Regions from separate parts of the Mus musculus genome. Here all the other regions are linked to region 1. The links are chromatin contacts, called in public HiCAR-type, HiChIP or PLAC-seq and promoter capture Hi-C maps. All regions are on one chromosome and are shown on one strand. Each heading gives the region's core, a stretch centred on a gene start, on an enhancer-like site or on the middle of the called end of the contact. The rest is flanking DNA. Distances are from core to core; before and after follow the strand shown.

Evidence for each region. Promoter capture Hi-C pulls out the DNA fragments that hold promoters and counts their contacts. HiCAR-type assays count read pairs that join an accessible place to other places. HiChIP or PLAC-seq counts read pairs in DNA pulled down with a chosen protein or histone mark. Capture Hi-C pulls out chosen DNA fragments and counts their contacts.
Region 2: a contact with region 1 is called in an H3K27ac HiChIP or PLAC-seq map of large pre-B cells, with 5 times the contacts expected there. The contact joins the promoter of Ywhaz here to the promoter of Rpl30 in region 1. A contact is called at or near these places in 3 of 39 promoter capture datasets (the C10 cell line, neutrophils and pre-B cells), 1 of 115 datasets of contacts at active chromatin or transcription factors (large pre-B cells) and 2 of 9 other capture datasets (adipose tissue and liver).
Region 3: a contact with region 1 is called in a promoter capture Hi-C map of pre-B cells, with 4 times the contacts expected there. The contact joins the promoter of A830021M18Rik here to the promoter of Rpl30 in region 1. A contact is called at or near these places in 4 of 39 promoter capture datasets (the C10 cell line, the HPC-7 cell line, hippocampal neurons and 1 more), 1 of 115 datasets of contacts at active chromatin or transcription factors (astrocytes) and 1 of 9 other capture datasets (adipose tissue).
Region 4: a HiCAR-type map of astrocytes shows a contact between it and region 1, with 3 times the contacts expected there. The contact joins the promoter of Sema5a here to the promoter of Rpl30 in region 1. A contact is called at or near these places in 2 of 39 promoter capture datasets (liver and pre-B cells) and 1 of 115 datasets of contacts at active chromatin or transcription factors (astrocytes).
Region 5: a promoter capture Hi-C map of 3T3-L1-derived adipocytes shows a contact between it and region 1, with 4 times the contacts expected there. The contact joins the promoter of Pabpc1 here to the promoter of Rpl30 in region 1. A contact is called at or near these places in 14 of 39 promoter capture datasets (the 3T3-L1 cell line, 3T3-L1-derived adipocytes, the C10 cell line and 9 more), 3 of 115 datasets of contacts at active chromatin or transcription factors (the NIH/3T3 cell line, astrocytes and large pre-B cells) and 2 of 9 other capture datasets (adipose tissue and liver).
Region 6: a contact with region 1 is called in a promoter capture Hi-C map of neutrophils, with 4 times the contacts expected there. The contact joins the enhancer-like site here to the promoter of Rpl30 in region 1. A contact is called at or near these places in 6 of 39 promoter capture datasets (the 3T3-L1 cell line, hippocampal neurons, liver and 3 more) and 2 of 9 other capture datasets (adipose tissue and liver).
Region 7: a contact with region 1 is called in a promoter capture Hi-C map of adipose tissue, with 3 times the contacts expected there. The contact joins the promoter of Ankrd46 here to the promoter of Rpl30 in region 1. A contact is called at or near these places in 9 of 39 promoter capture datasets (the 3T3-L1 cell line, 3T3-L1-derived adipocytes, the HPC-7 cell line and 4 more), 1 of 115 datasets of contacts at active chromatin or transcription factors (astrocytes) and 2 of 9 other capture datasets (adipose tissue and liver).

The regions. Positions count from the first base shown.
Region 1 is chr15:34,441,670-34,444,676 of GRCm38.p6, reverse strand. Rpl30 (ribosomal protein L30) reads left to right here and starts at 1,401. Exons shown (of 5, transcript NM_001163485.1): 1 at 1,401-1,492; 2 at 1,600-1,652; 3 at 1,897-2,042. The coding sequence starts at 1,632.
Region 2 is chr15:36,793,082-36,796,088 of GRCm38.p6, reverse strand. Ywhaz (tyrosine 3-monooxygenase/tryptophan 5-monooxygenase activation protein, zeta polypeptide) reads left to right here and starts at 1,551. Exons shown (of 7, transcript NM_011740.3): 1 at 1,551-1,944; 2 at 2,414-2,610.
Region 3 is chr15:36,724,648-36,727,654 of GRCm38.p6, reverse strand. A830021M18Rik (a long non-coding RNA gene) reads right to left here and starts at 1,410. Exons shown (of 3, transcript XR_875150.3): 1 at 687-1,410. The region is part of intron 1 of Gm41297 (a long non-coding RNA gene); the gene reads left to right.
Region 4 is chr15:32,243,200-32,246,206 of GRCm38.p6, reverse strand. Sema5a (sema domain, seven thrombospondin repeats (type 1 and type 1-like), transmembrane domain (TM) and short cytoplasmic domain, (semaphorin) 5A) reads right to left here and starts at 1,394. Exons shown (of 23, transcript NM_009154.2): 1 at 908-1,394. It overlaps Snhg18 (small nucleolar RNA host gene 18), which reads left to right and starts at 1,545. Exons shown (of 2, transcript NR_038186.1): 1 at 1,545-1,825.
Region 5 is chr15:36,607,534-36,610,540 of GRCm38.p6, reverse strand. Pabpc1 (poly(A) binding protein, cytoplasmic 1) reads left to right here and starts at 1,568. Exons shown (of 15, transcript NM_008774.3): 1 at 1,568-2,227. The coding sequence starts at 2,035.
Region 6 is chr15:36,577,337-36,580,343 of GRCm38.p6, reverse strand. No RefSeq gene overlaps it. Among named protein-coding and RNA genes, the nearest start is that of Snx31, 23 kb to the right of the region's middle. Within about 2 kb of position 1,608, at least 121 of the 459 cell types and tissues checked have an H3K27ac peak or open chromatin away from gene starts, as enhancers often do. A contact at or near this core is called in adipose tissue, hippocampal neurons, liver and 1 more, where this site is marked.
Region 7 is chr15:36,495,334-36,498,340 of GRCm38.p6, reverse strand. Ankrd46 (ankyrin repeat domain 46) reads left to right here and starts at 1,550. Exons shown (of 5, transcript NM_175134.4): 1 at 1,550-1,614; 2 at 2,348-2,464.

The DNA.
Region 1 (3,007 bases), core at 152-2,651:
CCTAATTTGCAGGCCTGGTTCTATTCATACTTCTGTAATACACTAGCTGTAAAAATGTGAGAATAACACAGTTACTATCTCATAGAGTGTGTGTGTTGGCTAAGTAATATGTTTTAGTTTCCGTTTTTTTTCTTTTTCCAAAAGATCAACTCACAGAGATTGCCAGCTCCGGGTGGGATTATAGGTATAGATCATCTCGACCCGCATGACTCATGGATGTTTTTAAAGTTATTTTAATTAAGGGGAGGCAGGGTTGTTCTTCCCTTTCCTAACCTCCAGGGCAAAGTAACTCACCATACAGCTTACCTACTACCCTGGGTTTCCTTTTTCATGCTTATATAAATTTGGTGGCACAGGTGCTTGTGCAGTTGGGCAGAGGTCACAGGTCAACTTCTGGGTACTTACTCGGTAGTTGTCCACCTTATTTTTCACAAGATCTTTGAGACCTGGAGCTGACAGGTTAGACTAGGTTGGCTGGCTAGCCAGCCTTGGGGAATCTGTTCCACAAATGGAGTTACAAGTGTGCACAACCATGCCAGACTTTTGGGGGCTGGGGATTGACAGAGAGGTTTAGGCATAAAATGCAGGTCCCCACGCTTGCAAGGCAAGCACACTTTACTGACTGAACAATCTCAACAGCCCTGGGTTTTCGTTGGTGCTAGTGCGTAAATAGTAGAGGCTTTCAAGGTTTTTTTTTTTTTTCCTTGAATGCTACATTTATACAACGGCCCAAGTTTCGTAGCAAAATGATTTTTTAAATTATTCGTATTGCGACTATTTCTTTACTTCTGTATACGTATGTGAGCATTCAAGCGCAGGCCAAAGAAAAACCTGCTGGACTTGGCGCTCCCCTCCCACCACGTGGGTTTGGAACTCATTCGTCTACTTAGCGACAAGCGCATTTACCCGTCAGCCACTTCACCAGGTTTTTTTTTTTTTTTTTTCAATTGTGGTCCCTGTGCAAAGTAGGCTCCCAAGTACACGGTATAAAACCGCCGCAAAAGGGGTGTGTGTCCTACGGAGCGGCAAACAGGAAGATCAGCGGCGGGTGGACAGAGATGCCTCCGCTCCTGGTGAGCAGTCACGGGGTAAACCGGCGGCCCGGGGTCCTTCCGGAGCACGCCCAAGACAACGTCAGGCGGAGACCAGCCCAGGAGAGGCCAGGTCGCTGCCGCCTCGCCACGGAGCCCTGGGCCTCGTCGTCAGCTCCCATCGAGCTCCGGCTCTCCGCGGTGTCAGCCCGCTGCAGCAGAACAAACGCCCAGAACCGAAGGCCGGAGCCCAGACGCCGCAGCAGCCCAGCCTGCGTTGTAACCCGGTCCCCATAGCAACCAACTACCGCAGACTACTCTCGCAAGCGCTGTTCTGCTTGTGACCCGGACCGGCTTCTCTTCCGCTTCCGGTCCCACAATCCTCTGTCGGCCTAGAAGAGCTTTGCATTGTGGGAGCTCCTTCCTTTCTCGCTCCCCGGCCATCTTGGCGGCTGGTGTTGGTGAGTGAGCTCTGCGGGGTAAACGATTAGGCGGCTCGGGGAGCTCCGCTAGCTGGTGTTTGACGCTCTGGATTATAATCCTCTCTTCTGTCCTCTGTGTATGCTAGGTTGGGGGTTGTCCCGCACCTAAGGCAGGAAGATGGTGGCCGCAAAGAAGACGGTGAGTGAAGCCGATCGGGCCCGGAAGCCGGTTCACGTGGAGAGCTGGGTCGGGCCGGGGCGGATAGATTTGAGCACACTGGGTGGACGACTTGTCGCTGACGTTTCAGGGTCTCAAAGTGAATCCGAGAGGCTCTTTGTATGGTCTCAGACATCATGAAAGGGTTCAGTTCCAGAAATCTGGAACTGAGTTTGGTTTTAGATGACTGCAAGTGGTGTTCAAGTCTCAAACGTTTGCATTGTAGAAAAAGTCTCTGGAGTCGATCAACTCTAGGCTCCAACTTGTTATGAAAAGTGGGAAGTACGTGCTGGGCTACAAGCAGACTCTGAAGATGATCAGACAAGGCAAAGCGAAGTTGGTTATCCTTGCCAACAACTGTCCAGCTTTGAGGTAATGGAGGGAACCTGGATGTGTGCAGCCTATTGTAAATTCACTGTGCAGTATCCAGCATTGGGAAGAAGAATAATGATGGTTGCTTTCTGATGTTTGGACCTTGCTTTGTGTGTGTTTTTTGTAAATGTACCTTTGAGGCACGTTGTGTGACAGGAGGTATACAAATGATACACGCAGACTGGGGGAAGCCCGATCCCGAATTTTTCAAGGTTTGAAGTGTTAACACTCCGCTTCATGTGCCTGTTTTAGTTTAGAAAAATTCTGGCTGGATTATGGAGGTGATGGTATCATGAAATCACCTATTTGGCAGGGTCCAATTTTCTGAACACGTTCATTCTTGATTAACTATTTTAACTCGAACCTAACAAGTATTTTAAGTAAGCTGAAGAAGCTTGTGTAGTATACGCTCCTTGATTTTTCTATGGCAATTGTACACCTCTTCAGCCTTTTATGTAGGTGTCTATACTTAGTGGCAGAGTTTGGAATGTTTGGTCTTATTTTAAACCTTTGCCAGTCGATTCATAGTGGCAGCGTAGACATTCATTACTAAATTACAAGCTCAGACTCAGTGGGTCCAGGCTGGAGCTTCAAGTTCATTTCTCATAAGCACTTTGGAGCACTGTTGGTATGTGGGGCCACATTCTAAGCTCAAGGTTCTGTGGAACTTTCAAATCTTAACAATTTGTATCCTTTAACTTGGCACTGAAGTATTTATTTTTTGGGTAATATTATCAGCAGCCCTTATGTAGTATTCACTGTATAGTAGGTGGTTTAAGAGGGCTTACTTTTTTAGGTTTCTGACCCTCCACTCCACCTTCCTATTATTCTTTGCCTTCGTTTGATTAAAATGGAGTATATACTTGTTGCTGACACGAGATTCTCCTGGTGTTGTGAGGTGGCTGATGTGAATGCTGGAAACTGAACTTTCTTAAGAGCAGTACAAGCTTTCAGTGAACCATATC
Region 2 (3,007 bases), core at 302-2,801, 2.4 Mb before region 1:
ACTGGGAATTAGTGTGTCCAGTTTAGTAAGCTAAAGAACAGACCTCTGGATGACAAAGCAAGATTGCCCCTCTTCTGATTGCAGAGTCCCGCACATTAAGCTTCACTCAGTCAAATGATGCAGAGCTGAGACGATAGCCTGCCGGGACTGTTTATGACTGAAAAGATCACCCTTGACACGTGTTTCCAGTTGGAATGACAGACTGATGCTAATTTACTTGAACTCTTTACCTTACTGTGTAACATGGGACAGAAATTGAATGAAATGTCTAGTGTTGGGCTAACACGTTCATCTCTGAACTTTAGACCTACCACTTTTAACTGTTTCACTTCGTTTTCACTGGGTTTTGAACACCAGGGACAGCTACCACCCTTATTGTTCCCAAAATGTAATTACAGTAAACTACATGGAGAAAACACACATGCATTCCTCAGCCACAGATGGTAGTACTTTTATTGCTGATATTTTACTACTGTGCCTATCAAAGTATAGCGGAGACATCAACTGCATGAAGTAAGACCCAAGTAAAGAAGACAGGAAGACAATTGGGCAGCTAATCAAACTCACCAGTAACTTCCCCATACTTCAGGCCTATAGGCTCTGGGTTTTGGCTTTGCTACATATTATTCTTTAGAATTCTTCTCAGTTGACCTTCCATGGCAAATCTAATTCTGGCCCCCTTGCAGCCTTATTATGCCTTTATTAGGCAAACATGTTGATTGGAGTTTGTAAAAACTAAAAGCACCTTTTGGTTTATTAAAACACAAAGAAACCTTGCTAGTTAATGCACAAGGCAAAAGCCCAAACTATTTTCCAAAACAAGTCTGCAATTTATGCAGAGAAATCTCTTAACTTTCCCTGAGGTGTATATTCCATATAGACGTGTATTACAGACATTAACAGACATTTCCATTTTACAAAAGATTTAACCTAGTATCTTCTGTCAAATTTCTAGCACCTACTACAAAACTGCAAACATAAAAGCTTTTGAAATAGTCATTTTAAGTGAGTCACTCCCTGAAAGAATTTACATTACAGCCAAAGTAAGTTGACTTCAGTATCTTGGAGATAAAACCTGAATTAATTTGCTCATCTGCTTAGCATGTTATCTGTTGCTGTGGAAACCGGTGTGTGTGTTGGGAGGGGGGAGGGCGGTTGGCGAGGGGAGCGACACTGAACTGGTCACAGGCAAATCTCTACCTAGCTGTCATTTCAGGCAAATTATAATTTGTACAACAAACTTGTGATTCAAACAATGTAACCAACATTCTGATGAAAGACAGTGGTAGGGAAAGAATGCTTGTCATGAAGTCTTCCAGGGGGCTCTGGGGCTGAATTCCTGAGGTTCTTTTTCCAGTTGTGCTTAGTGTAGGCCCCAGAAGGGGCTCAGTGAAAATATTTTAGCTCAGAGGCGCACATTTAAAGAGAGCAAGGACAGATTCTTCATAGAGACTGCATCTCCTTTCAACTTCCGTCTCCTGGGTGGAGACCTTGCGGGTTCAGGCACCTGCAATTTCCGCCCTTTTCCTCCCCCCCCCCCCTTTCCGGGCGGAGGAGCCTCGCTCCTCCTCCAGCTAGAGCCCTAGGAACGGCCACGCTCCCTAACCTTGCTTCCAGGACCTAAAAGGGTCGGTCACTCTCTTACAATGCGCTAATTAGGAACAATGTGTCTCCCAATGAAAGCTCTACAGAGGGTAAAGTGCAGCCCACGACAACAGTTCGGTGTGTTCTAGCCTGTTTCCCCGCCTCGCCCCACGTCAGGCTTCTACGATCACGTCCAACCCGCTAGCCCAACCCTTTCCCCGCTCCTCCCAGCGACCACCCATTGTCCCCGCGGCTGTCACGGTGTGGACGCCGAGCTCGCGACTGGAAAGGCAGGGCGTCATTCAGCCTCGCGCTTTTCCCAGCCTTAAAAGGTCTAAGGCCGCTTCCTGCAGCCAGAAGGTAAAGCGGGCCGCCCGAGGGAGCAGCCGCGCCCGGGCCTCCCTGCCCCGGCGTTGGCGGAGCCGCTGCCCTACTCTCGGCTTCTGATCACAATGCCCTGGCAGTAGAGCTGCCTTCACCCTGCCCCGCAACCCGCCCACCGCCATTACCGGCGCAGAGAGAGGGCGGCCGAGCGGGAAGGGGGTGGGGGGGAACGCGAAGGTCCCGGATGTGCCCGCCAGTGAGGTGGGGGCGGGGAGAGGCTTCCTTCCGCGGGCCGCAGGGGCGGGGAGGGAGGGCAGCTCGCGGGGGCGGCGGGGAGCGAACCGAGCACGCGGGTGAAGGCAGGGTCGGGAGCGGAGCGGAGCGCGAGTACGCGCTCTCCTCCGCTCGCCCTCGGGCACGGGCGGGCCGGCCGGGCGCGCGCAGGGGAGCGGCGGTTGCGCCGGGCCGGAGAACTGTGGGCACCAATCAACGGTTGCCATAGCAGCGTTTGACGTCATCGTGCGTGTGGTGCCCCTGCTGCCGGGGCTAGTGATTGGAGGAAACCCCGTGTCTGCGGAGCGGCTGTAGCCTGTGAGCAGCCAGATCAGGGACAGAGTCTCAGCCTCGCCGCCACCGCTGCTGCCGCCGCCGCCCAGAGACCGCCGAGCCGCGTCCGTGTGCCGCCACCCACTCCGGACACAGGTGAGGAGCCGCCCGAGTCGGCCTCCGGTCCCTTCAGCCCGCCGCCGCGCTGCGGCCCGAGAGGGGTCTTCTCAGGAGGACCCGGGCGGCGGCTCGGCTCTGCCGGGCCCGGGCAGGCGCCCACCGCCGCCCCCGGCCGCTTGCTTCTGGCCTGCCGGGCTGCTCATCGCCCCGTTCTGGTCCCCGGGGTGGGGGTGGCGGATGAGGCGCCCACGCGCGAGACCCAGGGGCTCCCGCTCCCGAGGGCGACCGCGATCCGCCCCCGCCGGCACCCTGCTTCCGCCCGCGACTGTGACTCGGCCGTGGCGCAGGTGAGGCCGCCCCCACCCGGGGCGCCCCCGCCACCCCCTCCCCCACGGCGGGGGGCAGCCAGGTAGCACGCGGGGCTCTGGGGTGG
Region 3 (3,007 bases), core at 161-2,660, 2.3 Mb before region 1:
CGTGCCACAGAGCACTGGGTGGCAGGGTTGAGTAGGCGGGGCTGGGGGGCCGTAGCTGCAGCTGTGTCCTTGCTGCCAGAGCTCTAGTCAACTGGCTGCTGTGGAGTCAGGTCAAACAGGGAGGGAGACAGCAAGGGGGAATGTGGAGAGCTCAGGATTGTCAGGCAGCACCGCCCTGAACAGAGAGTGAGGGGCGGATGGAAAGTACGTGGTGGCGGCAGAATCAGGGGAGCAGGGAACCGGGAGTGGAGAGCAAGCAGCAAGAAAACGTGGGGTAGGGAATGGTCTACAGATCGCTAGCTAGAGAGTTGTAAAAGTTTGCTATTAAAGTTCCAGTAAACGGCCATTTAGAGTTATTCTTTGATGGGTATAGGGGCCAAATTTTAACCAGGAGACGTGCTAGCAAAGATATTCCCTTCTGGGTGAGAATAGGAGCAAGTGACTTCCCCGTTCCCCGGTGTCTCTAGTACAAATGTGATAGCTAGAAACAGAGGCAGCCAAAACAGATCACCAGCCACGCAGTGAACTAGCAGCTGAGCTGCGGGACCAGTGCACGAGCTGTGTGTGGGGCTCAGAGCCTGAGGGAGGATGGTTTGCCTAAGCGTAGGATTTTTTCAGCAGTGTGCAAGAGAAGCCAAGAGAAAAACCGTCAGAGAAAGAGAGACAGAGACAGAGAGAGCACTCACCCAGGGGTAGAGGTCCGAGAACGAAGCATCAGTAAGAAGACCAGGACACCACGGGGTGGCTGCAAGCTCAACAGCCCTCCCTTGGGACCAGAGGGCGTTTATGCTGACCAGTGAGAGTAGGGAGCTTTACCAATTCTCCAGTGCTTGGGTGGAGAGGTCTAGCAAGAGATCCATCCCATGGCTGCAAAGTCCATGTGGCAGCACGGAAATATGAGCTCATGCAACCTGTGAGTTTCTAAATCCCAGGCACAGCACCCGTGTTGGTAGAGGCGCTGTATGGTGGGTGAGGTGGAAGGGCTGCCTCCACAGGCCCCCGCTGAGGCATCCCCTCCCCCTGAGGCATGGTATGGAGTTTATTTAGGGCATGGGGAAGGTGGGAGGCAGAGAAAGGCGGGAGGTGGGGAGAGGAGAGGGAGAAGCAGGCCAGGAACACATGGGGAGAGGAAGGGGGGAGCGGGAGAAGGGGCAGGTAGTAAGAAAGAGGATCAGACAGCGAGGAAGAGACATGCAGACCCTTTTAGAGTGAGCCAGGCATACCTGGCTATTGCCAGGTCATGCCAACAGTAACTTCTGCTCTTTAGCAGCCTGTAGTGACATTAATTCTCTTTACATTTAGACAATTTAAGTGTCTAAAGATTGGTGACCCAACCAGGAGAGCAATAGCAAAGCATTATATGGCAAGCATTTGTACCACACTCCCTTGTGACATAGCCCAGCCCATCAAAGGTCTGTACCACACCCTCTTGTGACATAGCCCAGCCCATCAAGTACCAGCATCCTCCCAGGTGTATGTTAGCTTCCTCCAGCTGTGGGCCGCGTTGGGTGCCAGAAGTGCTTCTCTGTCCTCTGTTTCCTCCCTCAGGGTGTCCAGGCACCAGGCTTGAAGGATGAAGTGGAGTCTGGAACAGGTTGGGACTGGCTCTCAGTCCAGCTGAACTCACATGTGGGCATGGGGTGGAGGGCTTCACCAAGGAAGGCCTTCTCTGGCGATTTTAGTCTTACAGCTCTTTTAGATGACTCCCAATGAAGTGGCTCTTAGATGGTCTTCAGTGAAATAGCTGGTGCTCACTTACTTTATTTGGGTGGACAAGGGCTGTATATGAACTTTGGAGAGTGGAGAGGAGTTTTCAGGGTGAATGTTGATGACTGGCTGGAGCTCAGTGAACTGGGAACGCCTCTTTTGTGTGGAAAAGCTCTCCAGGAATCCCAGGTATTTGCTGGGCAGGTTCTTATGGGGTGTAGGGAGAGGAATTTGTAGGTTTGCCAAGGACCCCATTACCTTCCTCAGGTAGAGGATGGGGGGGTAGTCAGAGAAGTGGAAGCCCTGCTAGAAAAAGGGAATTCTCCATTTTGTGCTGAGCTCAGAGGAGCTACACAAAACATGGGGATGTTCCATTAGCTGAATGTTGCTAGAGGAGTGATCTTACACGCGTTCGCAACCGGCCAGGAAAGACGCAACAAACCAGAATCTTCTGCGGCAAAGCTTTATTGCTTACTCAGGAGCAAGAGAGGAAGAGCGCGGCAGAGAGAGGCAGAGAGGAAGAGAGAGAGAGAGAGACACAGAGAGACGCAGAGAGAGAGGCAGAGAGAGGGGCAGAGAGGGAGAGAGGCAGAGAGCAGAGGAAGAGAGCAGAGGAAAAGACGAAGAGGCGAAGAGATGAAGAGAAGAAGAAACGAAGAGACGAAGAGGCGAAGAGAAAGAGTGCCAGAACCCCGTCCCTTTTAAGGAGAATTATCCTCCGCCTAGGACGTGTCGCTCCCTGATTGGCTGCAGCCCATTGGCCCAGTTGTCATCACAAAAAAGGCAGAGCACATGGCGGGAAAACTGCCCCTGCACATGTGCAGATTATTTACTACTTAGAACACAGCTGTCAGCGCCATCTTATAATGGCAAATGTGAGTGCGGCTCCCCACAGAGTGAAGCCCAAAGACTTGTGTCAAGGTGCTCATGAGTCCAGCATGGGACAGTCTGGGAAAGCCGGAGTTTATGGAGTTTATAGGTCAGTGGTCTCCAGAGGTTGGCAGATGAAGATGCAGAATACAGGTTTCTTCAGCTATTCCTCATATTTTGAGGGTGGCATACACCATTTTGCTCAAAGCCTGTAGAATAGAGACAGAAGTGGGGGCTGATGCAGAGCTAGAACACACTACAGTGGCACACTCGTTGTAACAACTCCAAAACACGTTTGTGTCCAGTGACAAACACTGCCCTCCCCCTCTGCTGGCTCCCCTCCAGCTTCCTACAATCCACCACATACAAGGTGACATCAGACCAGAGGAGCGGCTCTAAGACTTCTCTCCATGATGCAACTAGTGTATGA
Region 4 (3,007 bases), core at 145-2,644, 2.2 Mb after region 1:
CCGAAAGCTCGCTCTTGGCGCCCCCTGCCGGGAATCTCCGGGACGCCGCAGGCGCAGGAAAGTTAAAACCCAACTCAAGGCAACCGCATCCAGGTACAAACAACAAAAAAGGACGTGAAAGCGCTTCCCGCCAAAGCCCGGGGCGGGAGGTGAGGGGTACCGGGACCGGGACCTACCCGCTCTGGGCCCAATTCCAAGGGCGATCGCCGGAGATCACTCCCCTCCAACAGTTCCTCGGAATATCCTGAGCACCGATCTTCTCCTGGCCCCAGACCGTGAACCCGGGTATGAAATGCGTGCGGCTGGGCTGCCCGCAGACGGGGGCTCTGCGATTGGAGCTCATCCTGCTGAAGCCCCAGGCTTCGCCATCCCTGCCTTAGTCTTCCTCAGCAAAACACCCTGGCGGAGTTGTGCCCTGGTCCCACTAACCCCAGATTTTCACGAACACCGCAGAGCCCCTGTGCAGAGAGCAGGAAAATAAATGTCCCCTAGTCCACCGTGCAGGGAGGTAGGCGATTCCGACCACCAATCCCGGTTCCAGATCCCACCAAGCAAGCCTGGCCTAGCGCGGATTACGCACACAGATCTCCACGGGTACCTGAAAGGTGCTGGCCGAGGTGCAGGCTTGCCCACTGACCGGTCGCACACCCGGACCTTCTCAATCCACGCTCGTATCCAGGGAAAGGCTAAGACACAAACTTCCAGCCCGTGCACTATCTCCACTGCGACCGCCCCCGCTTTGATGGTAGTCCTGCACGCGCCTCTGCCAGGTTGTCCCCACCCAGGTGTCTGCAGAGTGACCCTACCAGAGACTTACACCACCCGCAAATGGACCAGTGCCGAGTCCAGTTCACACGTGCAGGGTCTCAGCTATGACACTCAGGGACTCTGCGGGGAGAGAGCTCACCAGATGCCGGGCGCGTTCCTCCTGCTAGTCATCCAGCGCCCCGGGGCCCGGAGCTGCTCCAAGGGTCCTCTTCAGTGTACTACGAGGGAAGTCGAGGCAGCCGCCACCACTGCACCCCGCCACTTCTCCAGAGCTATCCTCCTCTCGCAGCGCGCCAGGCTGGGGACCAGCTAGTCTGCCGGAGTCTCCAGTTGTGCAGCTGAGTGGACAGGCTCGCGCCGAGAGAGGGCGACCGGTGAGGTGGCAAAGTTGGGTACCCTCTGCTTAGTAGCTGCGCGTGGGAACCAAGAACACCCCCAAAAAGGATTGCACGTGCCGGGACGCCCCCGCAGTGGGAAGGTGGGATACAGAGGTCGCCACAAGGCTGGGGCCACCGTCAGCCAAGGGCTGAGGAGCCCACCCGCGGCGGGAGCGCAGCGCGCGCGGGAGTGGGCACAGCGTGAGCAGCCGCTGCTGACGCCGCCTTCCTAGCGAGTAGACCAGCGCTGGGTGAGCGGGCCCAGAGCTCGGGGCGGGGAGCACAGGACCGCCTCGCCTCGCCCCGCCCCCGCCCCGCCCCCTCCGCCGCACCTCCCCTACTCCGCCCCTCCCGCGTGCAAACTGAGCGCCCCACCCACCCCTGACCTTCCCAGGCCCCTCCTCTAGCCCCGCCTCTTCCCGAGATGGGACCCCCAAACACTCCCCAGGGGGCTCTCTACACACCCCAGGAGTTCTATTTGTGCCACCAGAGTGCAAGCTCACCCAACTGGTGACTTTTTTCGAACTCCCTTCCTCGCCTGGAAGAGACCTTCTTTGGCTACCCGCCCCTTGCCCGGTGGCTCCTACGTGGCTACTTTGCAGGATGGGCTGTATAAAGGGCTGGAGGCAGTTCAACCCAAACCAGAGACGTGGCGTCTGCTAGGCCTGCCTAAGCTCCAGGTAAGTGCGTGCCCCCGGCGGATCGCGGGTGGGAAGAAAGTGGAAGTTTAAGATTCAGTTCTTCTGTGTCATCATAAGAAGACTGGGGTGTGCTTTGGGGGTGGTGAGGGGCCCGCCGCGGATTCTTACAGGCGAGCTGGGCCCAGCAAGGCTCTCAGTTCTTGAAAAGGATAGATCAGAGAAATGAATAAATCTGCCATCCAAGGAAATAGAGCAAGAGGTTCCCAAGTAGCCCTAATGGGAATTAGGAGAGGGTTACCTCATGGACAGAAACAGCTGGGCTAATTGGTACTCCGCAAGTATCTTGGGAGTTTACTGAGTGAGCATGGGGGCAAAAAGTTTATCTTGGAACGCAAAGTAAATGCCTTGGGAAGGCAGCTTTATTGACGCGTTGTTCAGTTCTCCTTCTAAGGAAGTGATCAACTCACCAAGTTCTAAACAACATACAAGGTTGTGAAGAGGGGAAATTACAGGATAAAGTCAGAAACCGTGGATCCCTGCCCCTACAGCCATGCTTGGCGATCCTTTTCCCTCAGGATAGGGTAAAGGAACGATGTCTTCAGGTTTTCCTCCCATATCGGGCCTTGTTGGTGGCCTCGGGTGCTTTTGCATAAGGAACCTCATCAATGAGTTTCTTAGCTGCAAGACCTAAGGATGTTCCCATTTGCCACAATCACATCCTGGTATTGGCAGGTTGCAAATGTGCCCTGGTAGGGGATAGGGGCGCCGGTGACAGTTCGGGGCCTCTGTGAGGGTTCCATGATGCTAAACAGGGACCGGGTAATAGCTGGAATGTGTCACCGCTCATCCAGGACCACAGAGATTCAAGAGGAGGTGAATAGAAGCACAAGTTGCCACCAATTTGTTGTGTCTGTCACCTTCAAATGAAAGAATTAGGCGAAACCATTTTTGAAAGAGTCCATTGGAGGCTATGTCAACCCCAGAGTGTGCTGTGTCTACAATTGTGGAGCCTGAAAAGTATGGCCCCAACGCAGATGTCTTCTAGGGCTTGTTTGGGAAACATCTACTACAGATGCTTGGCTGGCTTCCAGCTCTGGGGTGGCAGCTCCTGGCTTCTAGATCTTGCCCGGAAAAGTTAATAGGCTTCCTTTGCTTCTCCCTGCTGTTTCAGAAGTGGGTGGGAACTAGCGCCATTCTGAGCACTCCCCTTCTCTTGCCTAC
Region 5 (3,007 bases), core at 319-2,818, 2.2 Mb before region 1:
CGGGCCAGCTTGGTCTACAGAGTGAGTTCCAGGACAGCCAGAGCTCCAGAGAAATCTTGTCCCGAAAAAACAAAAAAACAAACAAACAAACAAACAAAGAACAGCCTTAAATGATACTCATGTGTTAAGCATACAACATATTTTTCAAAACTGTTATCTTCCATCAATATGGGTGGGGAGGTGAAGATGGGGGAGAGGGGACAGCATCTGTGTAAGAGTCTCCGGACTTAAATTCTAACTGAGAAGAGTTATAACTAATTTACACTAGGCAATAGGCTAGGCTAACGATCATTGAAGAGCTGAGCAGTCATTTAACTTCTGACACCATTAACGGTAAAAATAGTACTATTTGCTTCACTTCCCACACATCATTGTCAAAGGATGTTTATAGAGGACTTCAAAAACTGTAAAACCTACTAAAGTGGAGTTTTTGGGTTGATGTAATGTCATTTCTACGAGTTGATATATTTGTGCCTATCAATCATTTATATTAATCCCCAAACCCTGGCATCCAAGAGCTAGATTAGGGTGGCCCTGACCTCAGAGATCTGCAAACCCCTCCTGCCTTTCCAAAGCTGGGTTAAAGGCGTGGGCACCACGCCTGGTGAAGTGGGTTAAAAGCGTGGCCAACCACGCCTAGTTAAGCAGGCTATCCAGGTTTGTTTGGGTAAGAGTGACAGATACCGAGTAATTATGAGAAACGCATACTTTAAAGGAAAAAAAATTTTTTTTTCGAGTCCTTTTTACCACTGTAAAAAATGTAGGAAGTGGCTAAGTGATTCCAACAGAACATCTTAAGCGCCAGACTCCCAACTGCCTTTATCCCATCCCCTCCCCTCCCCCTCGTCGGGGCCGCGGACCCGTGCTGGGTCACGCCCGGGACGGTTGGGGTCCGGTTGAGGTCAGCCAGCCCGCGGCCGTTGAGAACTCCAGCTCCCGGCAGGCACCGCTTCCGCGGCCCACGCGCGTGGCGGCGCTGCCCGCTGGGACTCGTAGTGCGGTCCGGGTAGGAGAACGAGGCAGTTACCCTGCCTCCTTCCGCGCACACCTAGGAAACCCGGCCGGCAAGGCTCACGCCCGCCCACCCGTTTCCAGCGCCGCTCGGGGGTGGGGGGCTAGCGAAGCAGAACCTCAGCCGGGGCGGAGGGAAGAGGCCGCCACTAGACGCGCACGTGGGGGGCGGTTGGCGCCCAGAAACCCGGAAGCCCCGCGCGCTGCCCACCCGCTGCGCTGACGGGTTAACGCTCTTTCGGGCGGGGGCGGGGCGTGTGCGCAAGGGGCGTGACCAGCGGCCGCGCCGAGGCCGCCCACTGGCCGTCCCGCCCTTTCCTGGCTTTGCGCAGCGGGAAGTCGGCCCCTGGCTGTGGCGCCTGCGCAGAAGCCCCGCCCCGCCTCGGGCCCAACCCCCACGCCCGCAGCAGCGGCAGCCGCCGCCACCTCTCCCTTCCTCTGCGCTTTCCTCCGCCTCCTCCGGCGCCGTCGCTCGCGTAGGGCCCTGGCGTCAGACGCGCGTGGGCGGGGCGAGTGCGGCGGGGGGTATAAGTAGAGGGTGCAGGAGGCGGTGCTTCCCCTTCTCCCCGGCGGTTAGTGCTGAGAGTGCGGAGTGTGTGCTCCGGGCTCGGAACACACATTTATTATTAAAAAATCCAAAAAAAATCTAAAAAATCCTTTGAAAAAACCCAAAAAAAATTTACAAAAAAATCCGCGTCTCCCCCGCCGGAGACTTTTATTTTTTTTCTTCCTCTTTTATAAAATAACCCGGTGAAGCAGCCGAGACCGACCCGCCCGCCCGCGGCCCCGCAGCTCCAAGCAGGAACCCAGAGACCGAGGCCTTCCTGCCGCCCGGACCCAGCACCGCCAGCCTCGCTCCCCCGGTTCCACGGCCGTTGAGTACGCGTCGATTCCGGTTGAATTTTGTCCCTCTGCGCTCGCCCCCGCTCCCCTCCCCCCGGCTCCGTCCCCCGGCCCCGCACTCGCTCTCCTCCTCTCACGGGAAAGGTCGCGGCCTGCGGCCCCGCGGGCAGCCGTGCCGAGATGAACCCCAGCGCCCCCAGCTACCCCATGGCCTCTCTGTACGTGGGGGACCTGCACCCCGACGTGACCGAGGCGATGCTCTACGAGAAGTTCAGCCCGGCCGGGCCCATCCTCTCCATCCGGGTCTGCAGGGACATGATCACCCGCCGCTCCTTGGGCTACGCGTACGTGAACTTCCAGCAGCCGGCGGACGGTGAGCGGCAGGCCGGAGGGTGGCGGGCGGGCGGCCATGCGGCCGGGGCGGCGGGCCTAGCGGGGCGGGCGAGGGGGCGGGAGGGCACGGCGCCGCAGCCCCTCGCGGGCCGGCACTTCCTCCTCTGCGACCATTTTCTCGCCATCGGTCGCTCTCAAACTTTAGGGCGATGACGCGCCCGGAGGGTGGTTGAGATAGCCTTCACCGCGCTCCCGCCACAAGCTGTGGGATTCGGGGGTTTCGAGTACCCTCCTGGAGCGGCGGGTGGAGGTACCCCTCCATCCCCTGCCCTGGCCCGGCAGTCAGGCCGGGGAGGAAGTACGATTCAGTGTTGGGAAATACCACGTGTTGAACCCTGTAACCTCACAGGCCCGAGGCCTGTTCCTGCCGGTGGCTCAATCGCTGGGAGGAGCCCTAGGCTTTAGAAGAAAGTTAAATAGGGTGATGCCTGGTGGTGGTGGTCCTTAGGGTCGTAAGCTCGTTCCTAATAGCACATCTCTGACCTGTGGACCAGGAAAGGCACCTTATACCATATATAATTGCTTGGGGTTTTCCCTAGATGAAGTATTCTTTAACCATGCCGTGGAGGAGGGGATGTGGAAGACTCTAGGGCACCAGACTCCTTGGCTCATTTTCAAACAAATTAGATCTTAAGTTTAATAGAAGTCGTTATTTAATGTATACATATGTATATTTTTTCTAAAATAGCACCTGTGGTTATGAATTTTAAACATGTTGACCAGTTTTGGTCCTAAATATTAGGGTAACCTGGATCAAATT
Region 6 (3,007 bases), core at 359-2,858, 2.1 Mb before region 1:
TACCTTTTCAACTCTGTTACCTGAGGCCAAGCTGTGACACTGTAGACTGTCTTGGAGCCTGGGCTGAGGATCCTGATCATGCCTGTGCACTTGTATGTCCACCACAGTGACCTTGACAGTGGCACACCTCACTTTCGTGTCTTGGCATCTTGCCTGATGGCACTCAAGTTTTGGTAAATGAAGTCTCGTTGGTTTCCTTAGAGGCTAAAGGCTACCTAAGGAGGACAGGGAGTGTTCATAACTTGTGGTGCTAAAGTCAGAAAGGGGTCGGAGGCAGCGAGAGAACAAACAGGTGCAAAGATTTGAGCGTGAACCCTACTCTACTGCTCACCCCACTCAGCCCTTCTTAGTGTTTTCCACTGTAAAGCAATGATAACAACTCCTGTGGGTTATCGGGAAGATTTGTGCAGATAAGATACATAAGCTGTCCAGTAGACAGGTAATCAACAGATTGAACTAAATGTTGTTATATGCCCTGGACAGTACTATGAGGGCTACCTGGGAGATCTTTTGCCTAAAATCACACTCTCTCTTCTCCTTGGAAGCTGTACTTGAATAACCAACATCAGGAATTGGTGTTAGAATGTATGCTGTGATTTCTAGAAGACCCATGTTAAAGGGCAACCTCACCACTTGCAAGTGGAGCCACTACAGCAAGCCTTTATCAAGAACTAGTCCAATCAGAATGGGCCTGGTGGCACAGGGCTGCCATCCTAGCTACTCAGGAGACAGGCACAAGGGTCACAAGTCAAAGGTCTGCTGGGACAGCCTATTGAGCCCCATGTCAAAATAAGTAAAATTTAAAGAGAGAGCTATAGATGATAGATAGGTAGGTGATAGCTAGATAGAATACACAGACACACACACACTTTATATAGGTAGACAGACAGATATATATATCGATCTCAGATGTAAAGTGTTCACTGTACATACATGAGGACTGAGTTTGGATCCCAGCACTAGCGTGAGAGTCTGGGTGTGTGTAATCCCCTCCCTGGGAGAGCTGAAGTGGAAGGATCACTGGGGGCTTCCTGGTCAGCTATTCTAGCCATTCAGTCAGCTCCAGACCCAGTGAAAGACCCTCTTCTTTGTAGAATAAAGTACTGGTCCTACACACACACACACACACACACACACACACACACACACCCCACATATACATGGATACACATACAAGCACACACACAGTCTACAGATATGCTCAGTGGTACAGCATTTGCCTAGACCCTGGGCTCAATCCTCAAAATTGAAAGAAAAACATCAGTTTAATTGATCAGCAAAGACTGAACTTGGAGAACAGGGCACTGCTGTACTTGTGATAAGTACTTTTTGTGCCCACTTGATCGTGGACTGCCTAAGTTCTTGATGGCTCCCCCTGATTGTATCTTTCTCTTGGAAGTATTTGGGCAATTAGCAAAGACATTGCACACAAAGGACAACTGCCTGGGCAAGAGGGAGTCAGAGTGGAGGCTTGTCTGTCTGTTAGCCAGTCCCACCGTGGGAGGGAGAACGGGAACTTCTTTCCCTCAGGAGCATGAGTGCTGCAAAGCCTGGCAGCAGTGTGAACGCGGAGCCTTCTGCAGTAGTCCACAGGGGGGCGCCATGTGCCAATCTTAATCTGTAAGATTCTGTCAAGAGGCGGAAGTTCACAAGCAACTGCTATGCAGAGACCAGTGTTGGTGCGGCTGCTTGCTGCCGAGGGAGCCCTGGCTGGCTTTCTGGCCCTTGCTCTCTCCGGATCTGAAAGTGAGGATCAGCCATCCAGTCTGAGGACTACACAATTCAGCGGCATCGCGAACTCCCAGGAAGTGCTGACATCCATCCACTCCTCAGGGCCTGCCCCTTGGAGGACCCGGTCAGAAGATCTGGCGTCGAACAGGACAGGATGGAGCAGCGAGGGGTCTGATGGCTTATTTTTTAATTCCTCTGGTGACAGTTTTATTGGGCTGTTATTTACATATGTTGTAACTCACCCATTTAAAGTGTACTGTTCAGGGGCTGGAGAGATGGCTCAGCGGTTAAGAGCACTGACTGCTCTTTCAGAGGTCCTGAGTTCAATTTGCAGCCACCACACGGTGCCTCACAACCATCTGTAGTGAGATCTGATGCCCTCTTCTGGTGTGTTTGAAGAGTGGCAATGTACTCACGCACACAATAAACAAACAAATAAATCTTTAAAAAAATTTGTACAGTTCAACGAGCTTGCTGAACACACGCATGGTTATGCAACCACCACCCTAACCATCCCTCAAAAAACTCAAAAAACCCTCTGTCTGTGATCTCACTTCCCAAAACCCCACTCCCAGGCAACACAGTTTTTACTTCTGAGTCTACAGAGTCACCTACTCTGGAGATTGATATAAATCAAGTGATGAGTTTAGTGCCTTTGCTTCTGGCTTGTCTCCCTGTTTGCAAGCTTTATCCCTGAGGCTCATGCAGCGGTGCTCATGCCAGTGTCTTAAGCAATAGAATTCTATTTCACTGTGTGAAATCCATAAACAAAATCCACATTTTGTTTATTGGGTCCTTATTTAATGATTTTTTTCTGTGTTCTAATTTATTATGAAGGATGTTGTTAGGACTATTCTCTTGAGAATAGTCATTTATTCTTTTTATTTATTCTTATATGTGGGGTATGGTGGTCAGGGAATAGCTCTGCAGAGCTGTTTTTTCCTTCCACCTTTCTGGGGGTTCCAGGGATTGAACTCTCATCACCAGATTTGTATAACAAGTCTTGCTACTCACTGAGTGAGCTCACCAACCCTTTTATATATGTGTTCTTGTAGGGACAAGATTGATTTATTTATTGTGTGTGTATGTGGTGTGCCTGTGTGTGCCTATGTGTGTGCACCTGTATGTGTATGTGTAGTATATGTAATTGTTAGTGTGGATATGTGTCGATGGGTGTGCAAGTATATGTATATACATGTGTGTGCGTGTGCGTGTGTATAAACCAAAGGTTGCCACCCCTCATCTTTTCCTGATCATCTTTATTTTTGGAGACAGT
Region 7 (3,007 bases), core at 301-2,800, 2.1 Mb before region 1:
TTCCTGGCATGTAAAATGACTAAATATAATCTTTGATTTATGGTCACTCCCATTAAGTATCAAGATATTGCTGGGATATAAAAGTATCATCTATGAAGATGTTCAGTCTTCACTGTGTCAAGTCCGCAGACATGGGGACAAGGATTCAGAGAGCACAGGCAACTCACAGTCCATTTCCTTAATCTCCTCAGAGGAAGAAAAAAAGCTGCCTTCACAGTCCTTACATTTTCCCCATTGATCAGAAGCCATAATTCGTGAAGAAGAAAAGATAAATTAGAATACAATCAATAAACTCTCAAGTTGTTTGATACACCAACCGGGGAAGAATAAATTGTAAGAATAGAATTATCATTTAAATTACCCAATGATTTGGCACAGTGCATGGGCATATATGAAGATATTATGGACTTAGCCACTGACAAATTGATTAATGTATCCCCAATTTACAGAATATTTATAGTCAGTCACTGCACAAGTAAATGTTAAATAGCTAAAGATGATTGGCAGCCCTGGGGATGGCTGAGCTCACCCTGCCCTGGTGTGTGGCCTGTGTGTGTATATGTGCACAGGCCCATGCATTCACAAACATGAGTGTGCAAACACTTAACATGCACTTGCACATGGAGACCAGAGGTCAGCCTCAGGTGACATACCTTAAGAGCCAATCATCTTGATTTTTTTTTGAGAGGACTCTCATTAAAGCCCATGAATAGCCCAGGCTGGCAGACTGGTCAGGGGGACCACTGAGACCCAGCTATCTCCTACTAGCCAGAACTTGGATTACCACATGCCAGCATGCTTGGCTTTTTATGTGGGTTCTGGGGTGACTTCAGGACCTTATGCTTGCAATGCAGGTCCTTTACCAACTGAGCTATCTCTCCAGCCTTCTTATAATCCTTAAATGAAAGGAATATGAGGTTTCCTTAAGCCAGGCAATACTCCTATACATCTATTTGACATTGCCGGGGGCTGGGGGCGGGAGGACGACTTAGATGTAATTCTTGAACAGACAACACCCTACAGGGTCATCTGGTGGGTTGGATGATACTAGAATTTGTAGAACAGTGTTTAAAAGAAGTCACCTTGGCTATATGACTGGAGTTGAGAGAGAGAGAGAGAGATAGAGAGAGAGAGAGAAGCTCTGTGAAAGAATGTTCCATATATGGGTGTATCATCATTTTCACATGTCATGATAAGTCAAGGAACCCTTATAAGTGGGTGTAAGCATTCACTCTGAATAATAACTCGGCAGGATTATAGCTTAGAGTAGACTTGTCAGCCATTATTTGCTAACTTGTGGATTCAGATTTTAAACACCTCCCCTGCAGCCCTAAACTAATAAATTAATGCGCGTGGCACTTAATATATTTGTTTCTGCCTTTTAAATTTCTACTTAGTTGAGGGAATGGGATGTATGTTTTTTAAAAGGGGTGAATGTGCGCGATGCTGGCTAGAGGCCGAACCGCCATGAGAGCCTCCCGCCTGCAGGGGGCGCGCCGCCGCGGGGTGCGAGGCCGCTCTGCCCTCGCGAGCTCCACCTCTGTGGTCGTCCGCGCCCCGCCTGTCGCCGCTGGAGAGGAGGAGCTGCTGCCATCACTGCTGCCGCGGGCGCAGGTACCAGGGCCGGGGCCGTGGGCAGCAGCTGGGCGGGAGCCGGTGACAGCTCCTCTGAGGGCCGTGGAGCCCGGCGCGGGTCCGAGCGGCTTCCGCGCGGGCGATGCTGGCAGGAGGGCCCGGGTCAGGCCTGGGAGCTTGCGCGGATGATGCCCGCGGGTATTCGCGGGTCTCAGGCAGCCCACGCCCCAGCCCGATGGCGGCGTCCTTCCCAGGCAGGGATTCAAAGCATAGCTAGGAATTGTCAACACCTTAGCGGTTCACGAGGAGACCGAAGCCCGGGCGTGCGTGGGCGCTGTGGAGGTGCGTGTGATCTGTCCGGACTGTCACACTGCCCAGGGTATCCGCGGAGAGAAAAGATTTGCACACTTTGCGCTTAGGCCTCAGGTGATCATGAACTTTCACACTTGACACGCGTCGTTAAAACGCAGTTGCTTCCTCTCCGGATTTCCCAACAACCGTCTTAGGGAGAAGACATTTATTTTAACAGCGTTCCACAGACTCTAGAATTGGCTGCGGAATGTAATAAGTGTGTGTTATTGAAGAGTAAATAACACTGCCCACTCTTCAGAACGTGGCATTAGTACTTAGGCGCTTCCCAAGGTGCCATCAGTGGTGTGGTGATTTTTCATGTTACAGTAACAGCTGGCTATCTTCATGTCAGATATTGTGCCTAATGGTCCTTTTTAAAATCTTTGCAACAACCCTGACAAGTACCATCTCTGATTTGCAGATAAAGAAGCTGAGGCACAGAGTCTTAAGTCAACCTGTCCAAGCCCAGACAGTTGGCAGACTAAGTGGGACCGGAGACGCCCAAGACTTCACGCCAGCATCCCTTTACCTTGCAAAGGTAGTAGTGTTCCTTAAGATTTTTGTTTATTGATAGAATTCGTAGCCTGAACTGGTTTCTCTTAGACTTATGCTTATGGAGTATGCAAGAGCCTGTGCCACTGTCCTTTTAGTTTCAAGGGAGTTTAATGAGAAATGCATTTGTTCTTTAAGCCTTGTAGTGATAATAAAGTTAAATGTCCTGGATTCTTACTGTTTCAGCATAGGTTGATTTGATGGAGGAGTGCGTCTGTGATTGTCTATCCACATTAGCTGTGTGTTGGTTAGTTGTATTTTCACAGCAGTTCTAGTGAGTGTACCTTGCACACATAGCATTCTGCCAAGCAGAAAGATTCCCCGACTCCTACAAGAAGCTAGTGTCTCACAGGATACCAGAGAGACGTGGGAGAGAACTGCTACGTGGTGAGGAACGAAGGATACACAGCACAACCTGTAAGCAAACTGAGCTAGTGACTGCAGGATCAAGGGTTTGCACTGTGAGACTGGGGATGTGATTTCCCAGTCCCAGAGACTGGGGCGTTAGAGTCTAACTAAGTTCCTTTAC